Regions from separate parts of the Gasterosteus aculeatus genome. Here region 2 is linked to region 1. The links are chromatin contacts, called in public Hi-C maps. All regions are on one chromosome and are shown on one strand. The core of a region is the stretch at or near the end of the contact, and the rest is flanking DNA. Distances in the headings are between cores, read along the strand shown.

Region 1 (5,568 bases), core at 2,259-4,758:
CTGAGTAGTTGCCATAGCAACATAAGCAATGGCGATCGGTGGCTGCAGCATGCAACAAGAGAAGTGTACAAACAGACCACTCTGGGTGTGTGTATCTTCATGGGGCCCATTTATGTAACACACACACACACACACACACACACACACAGGGGTTAGCTCTCCCTCTCAACTCGGGCGGTTTTCAGTGAACTGGCTCTGATTTACTGACACTTCGCTGTTGTTTCTTTCGCTCCGGCTTGTTCGGTTTGAGAGTCGAGGTAGGAAGCTGGCCGAGAGGCGAGCGAGCGGCCCGGAGGTCTCAGAATCCAGACAAGCAGGGGCAGCTTTAACTCGCTAACTCAATTTAACAGTCAGCTGCTGATGGGATCCACGCAGGGCCAGATTAGCCTGTCAAACACACACACTACACACAGGCGCGCGAACTGCCACGGACAAAATAGGTCTGGCTGTCTCTCTCTCTGCTTCTACTAGCAGTTGGGACTGGGTATTGTTTATAAAGTCATGGTACCAATATCAGTGGCCTGAAAGTGAGTCAAAGATACCTCATTCGGCTTTATTCGGCTCGGTTGAATAGATAGTATTTGTTTTTGTACAGCCGTGGTGGGGCTGTACTTTAGAACAGTTTGCTGGTGTCATTCCTCGTCTATCTATGGGTCACCTTGTGAACAGGCCGGTGGGGGACGTAGACCCAGCATAGCGCTGCAGAGGGTGATACATAGGGTGATAGAGATAAAGAGCAATAGTCCAAACACGCGTGACTGTTTTTCACCCGGTTCCCAAATAAAAAAAAATCCAATACCAAATGACGTTGGTGCCAAATAAACTATTTCCTTCCACACCCTTAAATATCGGGGGGGGGGGGGGGGGGGCTGATTTGTTCCCCGACCAGCGCTGTGTTTAAAAAACATTGACTATGTATTACTGTTGCCTGTATATCTGGGGCGAATTGTTCTACCTGATGCAGTGGACTGAAATCATGCCACAAATATTGGTTTCATGATCTGACAAACTTTATCATCCTATTGAAAATAACCATGTGGTGGCAAACAGCAAATGAGCAAATAAGTGAATGATTTCAAAAAACACACACCACCCAGGTAGGACTCTTTGGCGGATCGCGATCATATTCAAACTGAGGGAATGCATGTTATTACAAAGTGGGTTGTTCGCCCCTAAACACTGAATATTTCTCTGATTCAGATTAATATCTTGAACTGATACTAAGCACAGACACTTCCAGTAATATGTTGACCAAACAACTGCTGTAAATCAGTAAGTCACAATAAGGACTTCATCGAAGGCTTTGCTTAGACCCGTTAGGCCATGTCAGGTCAGGTCACATTTGAAAGAGGGGAGAAGAAAAAAATCTGAGTATCTGGAAATGCCCTGTTATGATAAAAGGTGTATCTAAAATGGAATCGGGCTAGAAGGACTTTTCAGTCCCCTCTTTGATGACTCCTCTTTAAAGTCGCACCAGAAGACAAACTCCAGTAACAAGTGCTCTCTGAACACACAGCCCAAAGTCATCTTCAGCGCTGTGGCGTCGGGGACCACAGGAGTCTGTCATAGAGGAAGTGTGTCATAGTTTACTACAATGTCAGTGGTTTCTCTGTAGCAAGAAGACGTGTGCAAGTACCTGCTCTCTCTACAGACACACGGACGGCCTTTCATTCGACTCGGAGTGTGAACGAATGGCATCTGATGCATTTGCTCAAGATTTAACATGTACACACTGCTTTCTTCTGCATGCAATATGCGAATATTACAACAGACAAACAAAATGTCCGAAGCCTCGGAAAATCTGGTCCCAATCACAGTGTTTTTACAGTCTGACATCACAGATAAGAGTCAAACATCATGCGTGTTTATCTTAGATACCAAATGTCCTTATGGGGGGTGAATGACCCTTCGGAGGGGGGAGGGTGATCATAAAGTGAACAGGACAACAGAAAAGGTGATATTGCCTTCTCATGTCACCTTAAAAACGTGTGGATTAAAACATATAGCTAGATCTGTATTTATGCCGTCTACCTCTAATATAGAAAATGAATCAGCCACTCAGCTCTTTTTTCGTCCCCGACACATGCACACATCACAACCCACCCATCTGCACCGCTTGGCACTGTACCAATTCATCTTTGAGTTATTTCAAGCTGGTTAATTAACACCGTCTGCATCCTAAGCGAGTGGATCTACACACGACCCGAGTTGTATGGATAAATGTCTCTGGCCGAGCCATTGGGAGTCCCGGACTAAAACAGCAGGACTAGTGCAAGAGTTCACATCGAGGTGCCAACACAAACATGCCACTGAGGATGCTGCCATTTCTGCAACACAAACCGAGCACACAACCCAATAAAACGATCCACAACCGAGCAAGTTATTGAGTGAATTCCTGCACTGGTGTTTCACCGGGAATACACATGATGGGAATACACAGCATGTGGTAAACTTCAGCTTTTAGTCAGAAGCTTTACTGTGCACATTGACAGTAAATTAATATCCATGTGAGCGTTTCAGAATTTAGGGATGAGATGGTGTAAAATCAATTGTGCTCTTGGTCCTTATCTGTATCAAGAAGCACCTCAATTCCTTTCAATGGGGCAACTTGAAACAAAAAAAGGCAGTTATTCACCACTGGGCCATTTCTAAATGATGAAAACAGTGACGTCTTCAGTCGCAATCGCGAAGATGTTATCATAACACTGAGATATAAGTGGTTTACGAAACGTGGCGCATTTACAAAAATAAGCCGGTTTGACATTTAAACCACTTGATGATGCATTTGCCAATAGCGAAGCGAAATCGCAAGCAACAATGAACGTCAATCACTTCACGAAATAGGACCCCGGCGTCTTAATCACTTAATCATGGCTGATAAATCACAATCGCCACGATGATTCATCACGATAACATAACAGTTAACCTTGTATCTCACTGAACCAACGCGTTGGTTGACAGTCCGTGGCCCCCAGCCGAAAAGGAGGCTACTTGTTATGCTAACCAGCTAGCGAAGTTCCCAGTTGTCAAAGTGCCCGGACGCTAGCGGGTTACTAGCCAATGTTAGTAGGAGACGTTAACTAGAGACGTTACTTACTTCGTAGGGAAATAACTACGTACTAGTCCTTCTTGTTGTTGTGGCTTCAGTGGCGCGTGTGTTTACCCGGGCTTCTTATCAAAGGCTCATCTCTCGTTAATGTTAGCCACTTTCTCTTCTCGGCCCCCCGGTTCCTCAGCTAGCTTTGATCAAGCTAGCCAGCATATCACACGATCAGTTCTGCTTTCAGCATGTCTCTGCATCGGAACAACGCCTTTATATACATGTTTGGCACAGTAAACACGGGGAACCTCAAATAAATAACCGCTACGTAGGCTGCTGGTTGAAATGGAAATAAAACACTCGTTTCGGCAGGATATGTCTATGGTTTGAACGGCTAGCTAATTTTGGCTAAAGCTAAATGTATGAGGCAGATGACGTTCTTTTTCAACATGCAGTTAGGAGGTGTGGCAATCGTTTCGCTCTCTTCTGTGATTGGACGAAAGCTGATTCAAAGTTGAGACACGATTGGTCAAGAAATGAGTCAGTCAGACATGTGTAAACCCGAGCTGTATAAACATGGAGTCGCGCTAACAGAAGTTCAAAACGCTCGATTGTTACGTAAACTTCGGCTTCAGTTGAAGGTCTCAAACCAGTAACCCTAAGGGAAGATTTTTTACTTGTGAGAGGCTGGGCTTGACGTGTCCTTAAATTAGTTAGGCATGAAGGCATAATTACAATAAATTATCTGTGAATCCATTAAAACACCATGAAACGACCAGGCGGCCGCCTCTGTTTCTAAAAAGTGAAGCCAACAAGAAGTGCCTTTAACTAGGATTCTAGCATATGAGAAAATTAACCTAGGTTAACTTGGTTAATTACCTCAGTTATTACCTGTAATCCTTTCAAAGTGTGTTTCAAGTTAATTTAATTAATTAATTATAACCTTTTTGTTTACCTAAAATGTCTCACTCAGCATTGAGCTGAAAGTATGAGTGCATCCAGAGCTGCTAGCATCGCAGTAGCCTTGTTTTTCACTAAGCTTAATAAAGCTGTCCGTTTGAAAGCACAAAAAATCTACAAAATTATGATGATGGCTATAAAAATGTCTTAATTAGGTCATGTTCTGCTGGCGCCATTTGGACTAATTTTTTGGTATTTCAAATATCTGAAGCTCTGGGAGTTAAATATGTTTTGTTTAGATGTACCATGTCTCTATAAATGTGAGCCTTAATGTATCCTGCTCAGCCAGATATTCTAAATAATCTCTCAGCAAGGGGGCAGGCCTACTGAAGTTTTAGTTTGACCCAAAATAATATTTAGGCTAATATTTTTAATGGAATCATTAACCCAATTAGAAGTCTTCAGCAATCTGTACGGTACAAGAGGCATAAACTATTGGCTTTGCAAACCTCCTGGGAAAGATTATAAAGGTTACAAAAAGGTGTGCAAAGCAAGAGTGCATTATATTCACAGTACATTGCTTTATAATTCTTGCTTCTCTAAGGTCTCTGTAGACTTCACTGATAATGAATTGTTCATTCTTGGCTTCAGTCCCGGGCAACAGTACTGTGACTGCAGCTTGTCCACTGCATTAAATGCAGGTGTCCTATAGTTTTTAAACAGACTCTCGTGTACCCTTTTTTTCTACATATTGACACCTCAGCATATGCATATTCATGTGTTCATGATGATGGATTCATTTACTGATGGGTTAACCACTCCTTCACCAGGCCCTTGTTTATTTTGCCTCTTACATTATATAAATGGGGAGAAACACACACAATTTGTGTTGAAGGGGACTGCATGCTGTAATGTTGAATTGCATTGTTATCAGCTGCTTAACATAGAAAAGAAAGGTTTCTTTATGGTTATTTTTCTCTGCAGATCAGCACAAGTTAGCAGAGTAAACACTGAGTTAAGTGCCTCCACCGCTTTTTCTCCGCCTGTGTGAAATCACCCCATGTCGGATCCTCTCTGCAGAGTGCAGCAATCACGCCTTGCCTTGCCCTCCACTCTTCAAACACGAGAGCACTTGAAAAGCTGATTTCCTGCTCCTCGGAGGGAGCAGGTTTCTTTTGTCAACTGAGGAGCCGGGTCAAAACAATAATTGTTGGCAAATTGTGCCTGAAGATACACAACACTCATTTGATTTACATCTCATTTTAATAAGCCATCTCTTCAAGCCTCCTTCAAAGCACGGAATGTTACATCGGTGCTTTATCAGACGTTTGTGAGGGAAAATCAACTTCATTCCCTGGTTAAATGTATGGAGTGTTCATGCTTTGTGCGTGAGAGAGAAAAAGAGAACATATGCCACAACCACTTGCATACATGTTGGCCCATTAAAGCACGTTATGTGAGGGGGCAAACGGTGCCCCTGCTTAATGGGATTACAGTCATTAACACACTGTGTACTTAATAAGAGAGGACCTCTCTTTTTTGTTTTCAATTCTCTCTCTCTCTCTCTCTTTCTCTCTCTCTGTCTCTGATCCCTAATCAGCAAGACGGCCCAGAAGTGCCTCGGGGAT
Region 2 (5,568 bases), core at 2,106-4,605, 180 kb before region 1:
AGGCTATAAGACAGAATGTGCACGCTAGGTGCACAGTACCGCATGCTACTATGGATGGTCCAACATGTCATCATTAGTTTACATCTGTATTAACTCTCATAATAGTTCAGGGTGAAACTGCATTCCACTGTAAAAATATTCACTTGTTTGTGCGAGTGTGGCCTAATGTACAGTATATTCACTACACCTAAAATGGGATAGTTGTAACCATAGCAACCGATGTGTAAATGGAGTACAAAGGGAAGTCGAGTATAAATGAAGGTGTCTTCCTTGTGAAAACAAACTTGTGTGATCACATGTCACCAATAAACACAGCGACCTGAGACATGAACCTGCACTCGGCTCACACGCTGTACAGACACACTCTGCTTTTACATTTGTTTGAAGAGAAACAAAACCTCAGAACTGACACGATGAAAGGTGAGCGTTGGATTTTCTCCATGATTTAGGGGGAAAACAGAGGAGTTCTGAGCAGAGAGACTGAAAAAGAGGCTGAAAACCCTGTTTGAGGTGAACGCTGCTTCCACCTGGTGGTCAGATTGTGTAACTGCACGTGTGAGGAAAAGGCCACAAAACGTCTAATACTACAGGATATGCACATAAAAACATGTAAGACAATCTTGTACATAGACACGGTGATGACAGAGGGACGCTGATATGCTGAGATGAAACATTACTGGGTGACATAACATCAGTTCAGCAGTCCTAAACGTTTGATAAACCCACGTTCCTGTTTCATTTGGCTCCTCATTTGCATCCCTTCTCCTTCTTCCTTACACAAGACTGGTTTCCAAGCTGTGGAATCCTCTCGTCTGTCATTTCCTTTCTCACCCACAGCAGTGGCAGCTGCTACACAATGAGAGGCATAGGCAAAGAGAGGGGGGCGATGTGTGTCAGTGACCCTAAATCTTCTGGATACACTTGCTACTTATTGTACAATTTACTCGATATTCTGGGCGAAAACATGCTTCTAAGTACATACGAGTAGTTGTGGATCACTAGGTGGCAGTGTAACACAGCTGCATGCTGGGACTGTGTGAATGCGAGAGTATGTTCCTGTTTGTGCATTCATACACCCCCCCCAAACACACACACACAGGCACACACACATATATACAGTGTATACTCTCTGCATGCGCGTGACATATGAAAGAATGAGCTCAAGGAAGTGATATCCTAATCCCAGAACAAACACTGTGCCCCCCCCCCCTCGGGGGTGCAGGCCACCGGGCCTCTGGAGAGGATTACATGAGGGAAATCAAAAGAGTGCACATTTGCACATCGCCCACTGACATCGTCACACTGACAACAGACACCACTGAGTTAAGCCAATTGACCGTTTACAGAGCTCTCCGCCTCCGCTGTGTGTGTGTGTGTGTGTGTGTGTGTGCAGAAGAAAGCCAAAAGGCTGATGTTGGATTATCAACCGCACATTGTTACAACTAACATCTAAAAGAAGGTTTCATTTAGATGATCATTGTATTCAATTGAAATACTTTACATTGCTGTGATAATTTCCGCCATTGTTGCTGATATTGGTGAGACGAGTGTCTGTCCTTGGATGTGTCTCTGCGATCACATTTACCACCAGGATGAATCACCTCTCCTGGGAGCTTCAGGACATTCCTGCGCTCAACGTCGACACCTGCACTTCAGCAACGGTGTGAACTTGTGAGGAACACGCCACGTTTGGACCTGAAAGTGCTCCGACACGGTCGTACATCGGGTCTCGGAGCTCGGGACAACTCGGGCCGTGTTCCCCGTCTCTCTTACGGGAGCCGTGCAGCTGCTGGTGCTCGCTGAGCTGGACGGAGCGAAGGAGGCGCAGAGGAGAAGGCCGGGGCCTGCTTCAATGATTTATGTGTTTCAGAGGCCACCTCGGGACAGGGGGCTGTTTTTAAAGAAGCGCTTCAAAGAGTCTCTACAAATCGACTCTTGTACAGGATCCTATTAAAAATAGAAAAAGCGGTCGCACAAAAACAGCGCGCTTCGGGCCGAGGGGCCTCCGGAGCCTTGAGCCGGGGTTATTAATCAGCGCGGTGCCTCTCGAGAAGATGCTCTCTCAGACAGCGAATTACGAAGCGTGAATTCGAGGCCGGAATGTCATTTTTTTTCCAGATGGTTAATCTCCATCCGAGAGCGGCTGTGACAAGCAAAACCTTTCAGTTGGACATCGGCAGCTGAGTGTGTGAGGAGGGAGGTGGACAATGGAGCATTCCAAAGGAGGAGACTGCGTATGACAATGTGGCAATGTGACCGAACAGTACTGTTTATCTATATACAGTATGTACATATATCAAACATGTACTCATCAGACGCTCTATGGGCCCTTTACGAAGACGTTTTCAGAAGGAATGCACAGATCATTCTGTTTTACCTCCAGGCTCTATTAGCCAATAAGTCGGTGGGGGTCGGATGTATCTCCATCCCGCCACTGAGCTGCTGCCACTGTGAACCGACCCGGCGACCCAAGATAAAGTTTGCTTGCACACTCGACCTGAAAGCAGGCAGAAACCGTTTTAGGACATCCGAGTGAAATGAGACAGATACCGCTCATGGCATGTAACATGCCGACACACGCGCCTCCTGCAAACATTTAATGGCGGATGGAAGCCGCGAGCGTTTTACTGTCCACTTACAGGGAAACCTTCTCTGCTGCCCCCCCCCCATCCCAGTCCAGGCTCTCCATAATAGGGGAGTTAAAAGGCCGCGCTTCAGCGGACACCATCATACCTCCTCCTCCTCCTCACCACACACACACACGCACACGCACACGCACACACACACACACACACACACCGGTCCGTCACTCGGCTCCTCAGTTAAACTGGGCATCACCTTTGAAAAAGTAACCCGTGTTCCGACATCATTTGACTTTCACGCAATGAAACTTTAATGAACGCACGCCCCTGTACAGCGTGCGTGTGCGCGTGTGTGTGCGTAGTGGTCCCTCGCGCTCACGTTGACGTTAACTGGAGCACGAGGAGGAGCGGACACACGCGTCCCAGCTGGTCCTCCCTGCGTCTCGCTCACCGTACGGAACGTGCGATCGCGTTTCTTCCACCGGCCTCTAGATGGCAGTCGAGGAGCACGTTTGGCGCCGATCCGCTCGGGCTCCAGCGGCCTCTGGCCGGGGCTGGTCGGTGAGCTCGGCACGCCGGTGTAATCCATCCTATAGCTTTGTAAATGGAGGTTAAATTGATAAGGACATCCAGGCCTCAGTCAATCCCCGACCTTTTGTTAAGTGCATGGGCACAAAAAGGAGGCGTGTCGCCGTGCAGGATTTATTAAAGCTGGGCCTTTTTCTCTCTTACGGACCTGTCACGCATTATGCTAAACTGATGTGGTGCAATGCATAGTTCAACAGTATGTGTATATGAAGCTGTAAAGGGCATAAAGGATATTATTTGCAGATAAAATCTCTATTTGGCTGAAAATGTCATATTTTTCACATTTACGACAAATGGCCTCATTAGGTCCAACTGTGATACAATGAGGATTATTCCCTCCGAAATATGCAGGACACCAGTTAGCCGTTATGTAACAATATTATTTCAGATTACTTCTCAGTGGGCCTCTCTTCGGTTTACAATTAAAAAGAGCACCTATTTATTTGATTTATGTGTGTAAAATATATTACATCCATCCATCCGTCTCTGTAAGTCTAGAACACAAAAGGCCTTTGGTGTGATTGGCGTTGTTGGTTGTCCCGGACCCTTTCTGGACGGATTGTGGTTCTCTCCTGAAATCCAAACGGTCACCGATGGAAAGAGGAGTGTGTTTGTGGGAGCGGAACCGGGTGTCCGTGTCCAGCTTCAGACAGCAGCTCCAGCTGACAGACAATAACCTCCAGCACCAGTGCACGGAACAATCCCCAATTCATGGAAGGAAAGGGGGGAGTCAAGGGGGGAGGAGGGATGGGGGGGTCACCAGAGTGCACCAAGTCCGAGAGAGAAAAGGATGCACTTCTGATTTTGTTTCTTAAGGGCGAAAGTTACTTGTTTTCAGACTTATACGTCTTCTTTTTAAAAAGAAAAATACATTCTATTCATTTGTTCACCTCATACCAATAAACGATTTGTTATTGTGTTTGTTTGTTAATTATATTCTTCAACCACAACACAGATTGAAACGGGGGTTCCGCGTCTGGGGAGTGTGGGGGGGGGGGGGGGGGGGGGGGGTCATAGTAATTATTTATTGTAGCTTAATTCTGAGGACAAACTCCCACACCCTTCGCTTTTATGTTCTGGCACATGGTGTGTAACGTCTGCGTGTTTGCGCTGCGGTTCTCAGTGCACACATCAGTGCTGTACTGTGCCGTGCCATGCTAAGGAGGCCTGAGAACGGCGGCAGAAAGCACAGGTGCTGCGGCTCTATTTAAGCTGCTCAGCCCCTCTGTCCACTCGGTGTGCACAAGGCGAGAGATCACAGCCTGCACCAAGCGCGCCCCCCCACCCCCCACCCAACACACACACACACACACAACCTCCATATGTGCTGCCCGGGTAAGGCTATACGCGTGCACGTGTGCGCGCTCGAGAGAGGGGGGGGGGGGGGGGTCATGATCGCTTGAGTAAGCCAGAGTTGGGTTGCTTTCATGTTATGCTTGTTTTAAAAAGATGAGGCTTGTGCAATGGCAGTCCACACTAATAAGCATTAGACTGAAGTATTTCTTGACACCCCTCCCAACACACACACACACACACACACACACACACACACACACTCACCTCCCAACCTGACAGAGAGACAGTGATATGATATAGGAAACCCATACACTACTGATCCTGTATCTTTGCCCCCCGAAATTACGATTTAAAGACATATTTCAAACGCTTCTTTGTGTCAGCGTGTGTGTGTGGGTGTGTGTGTGTGTGTGTGTTGGGAGGGAGCGGAAGGGGGAGGGGGGGTGATCAGTTGACGACAGGCAGCAGGTGCATGGCGAATGCGTGGGTAAAAACGCGCAAAATACGCACACGATCAGAATGGAAATGGCTAAATGTCACACCTCCCGAAACGTTTCGACAGGCTGACCCGATCCACGCGTCACTATCTGCATAAGGTAAGTTGATAGAGTTGAATGGTGTGTCTTCCGGCTCTTGCCCCTTTAATATAACGGAAACCAAATCCTCTCAAATGGTTCTTTATTGTGAATGAAGTCAGGAGGAACGCTGCAGCCCCGCGTCTTACCTTGGAGGGGGGGAGCAGAAAGTTTAGTCCAAAGGCCCCCCCGCTCATTCCCGCAGCGACATCCGTAGGAGAAGCGGTGTTCTTTGGGTGCTGCATGAATACACACCAATGGGAAAGTTGTGTTCAGTTAACCGGTGAAATCCGAGGAAAAACAGGGCAGCGCGAGTATTTCTCACCGGCGTGTGTGTTTAATCTCAGAGCATTTACGTGTGATCTCAGATCTCAGATCTCTTAAACTTTAAATCACTTTGACTGCAAACAAACCGTCCGTACGTTTGACGAATAAAAGCCAAACAAGTTCAGGAAGCGAAGAGGAGGGAAACACATCGCGGGTCTCCGTTGTTGCCGCACTCGTCTCACATTGTCGTTTACTCCCGT

Evidence for each region. Hi-C and Micro-C count contacts between places; a contact is called where the count stands out from the background.
Region 2: a contact with region 1 is called in a Hi-C map of skeletal muscle, with 8 times the contacts expected there. The contact joins the enhancer-like site here to the promoter of ppm1ba in region 1. A contact is called at or near these places in 2 of 6 Hi-C or Micro-C datasets (both in skeletal muscle).

What each region holds. Positions count from the first base shown.
Region 1 is chr6:16,219,849-16,225,416 of fGasAcu3.hap1.1, reverse strand. ppm1ba (protein phosphatase, Mg2+/Mn2+ dependent, 1Ba) reads right to left here and starts at 3,508. Exons shown (of 6, transcript XM_040179115.2): 1 at 3,098-3,508.
Region 2 is chr6:16,394,823-16,400,390 of fGasAcu3.hap1.1, reverse strand. No RefSeq gene overlaps it. Among protein-coding and RNA genes, the nearest start is that of six3a, 9.5 kb to the right of the region's middle. Within about 2 kb of position 3,355, at least 3 of the 9 cell types and tissues checked have open chromatin away from gene starts, as enhancers often do.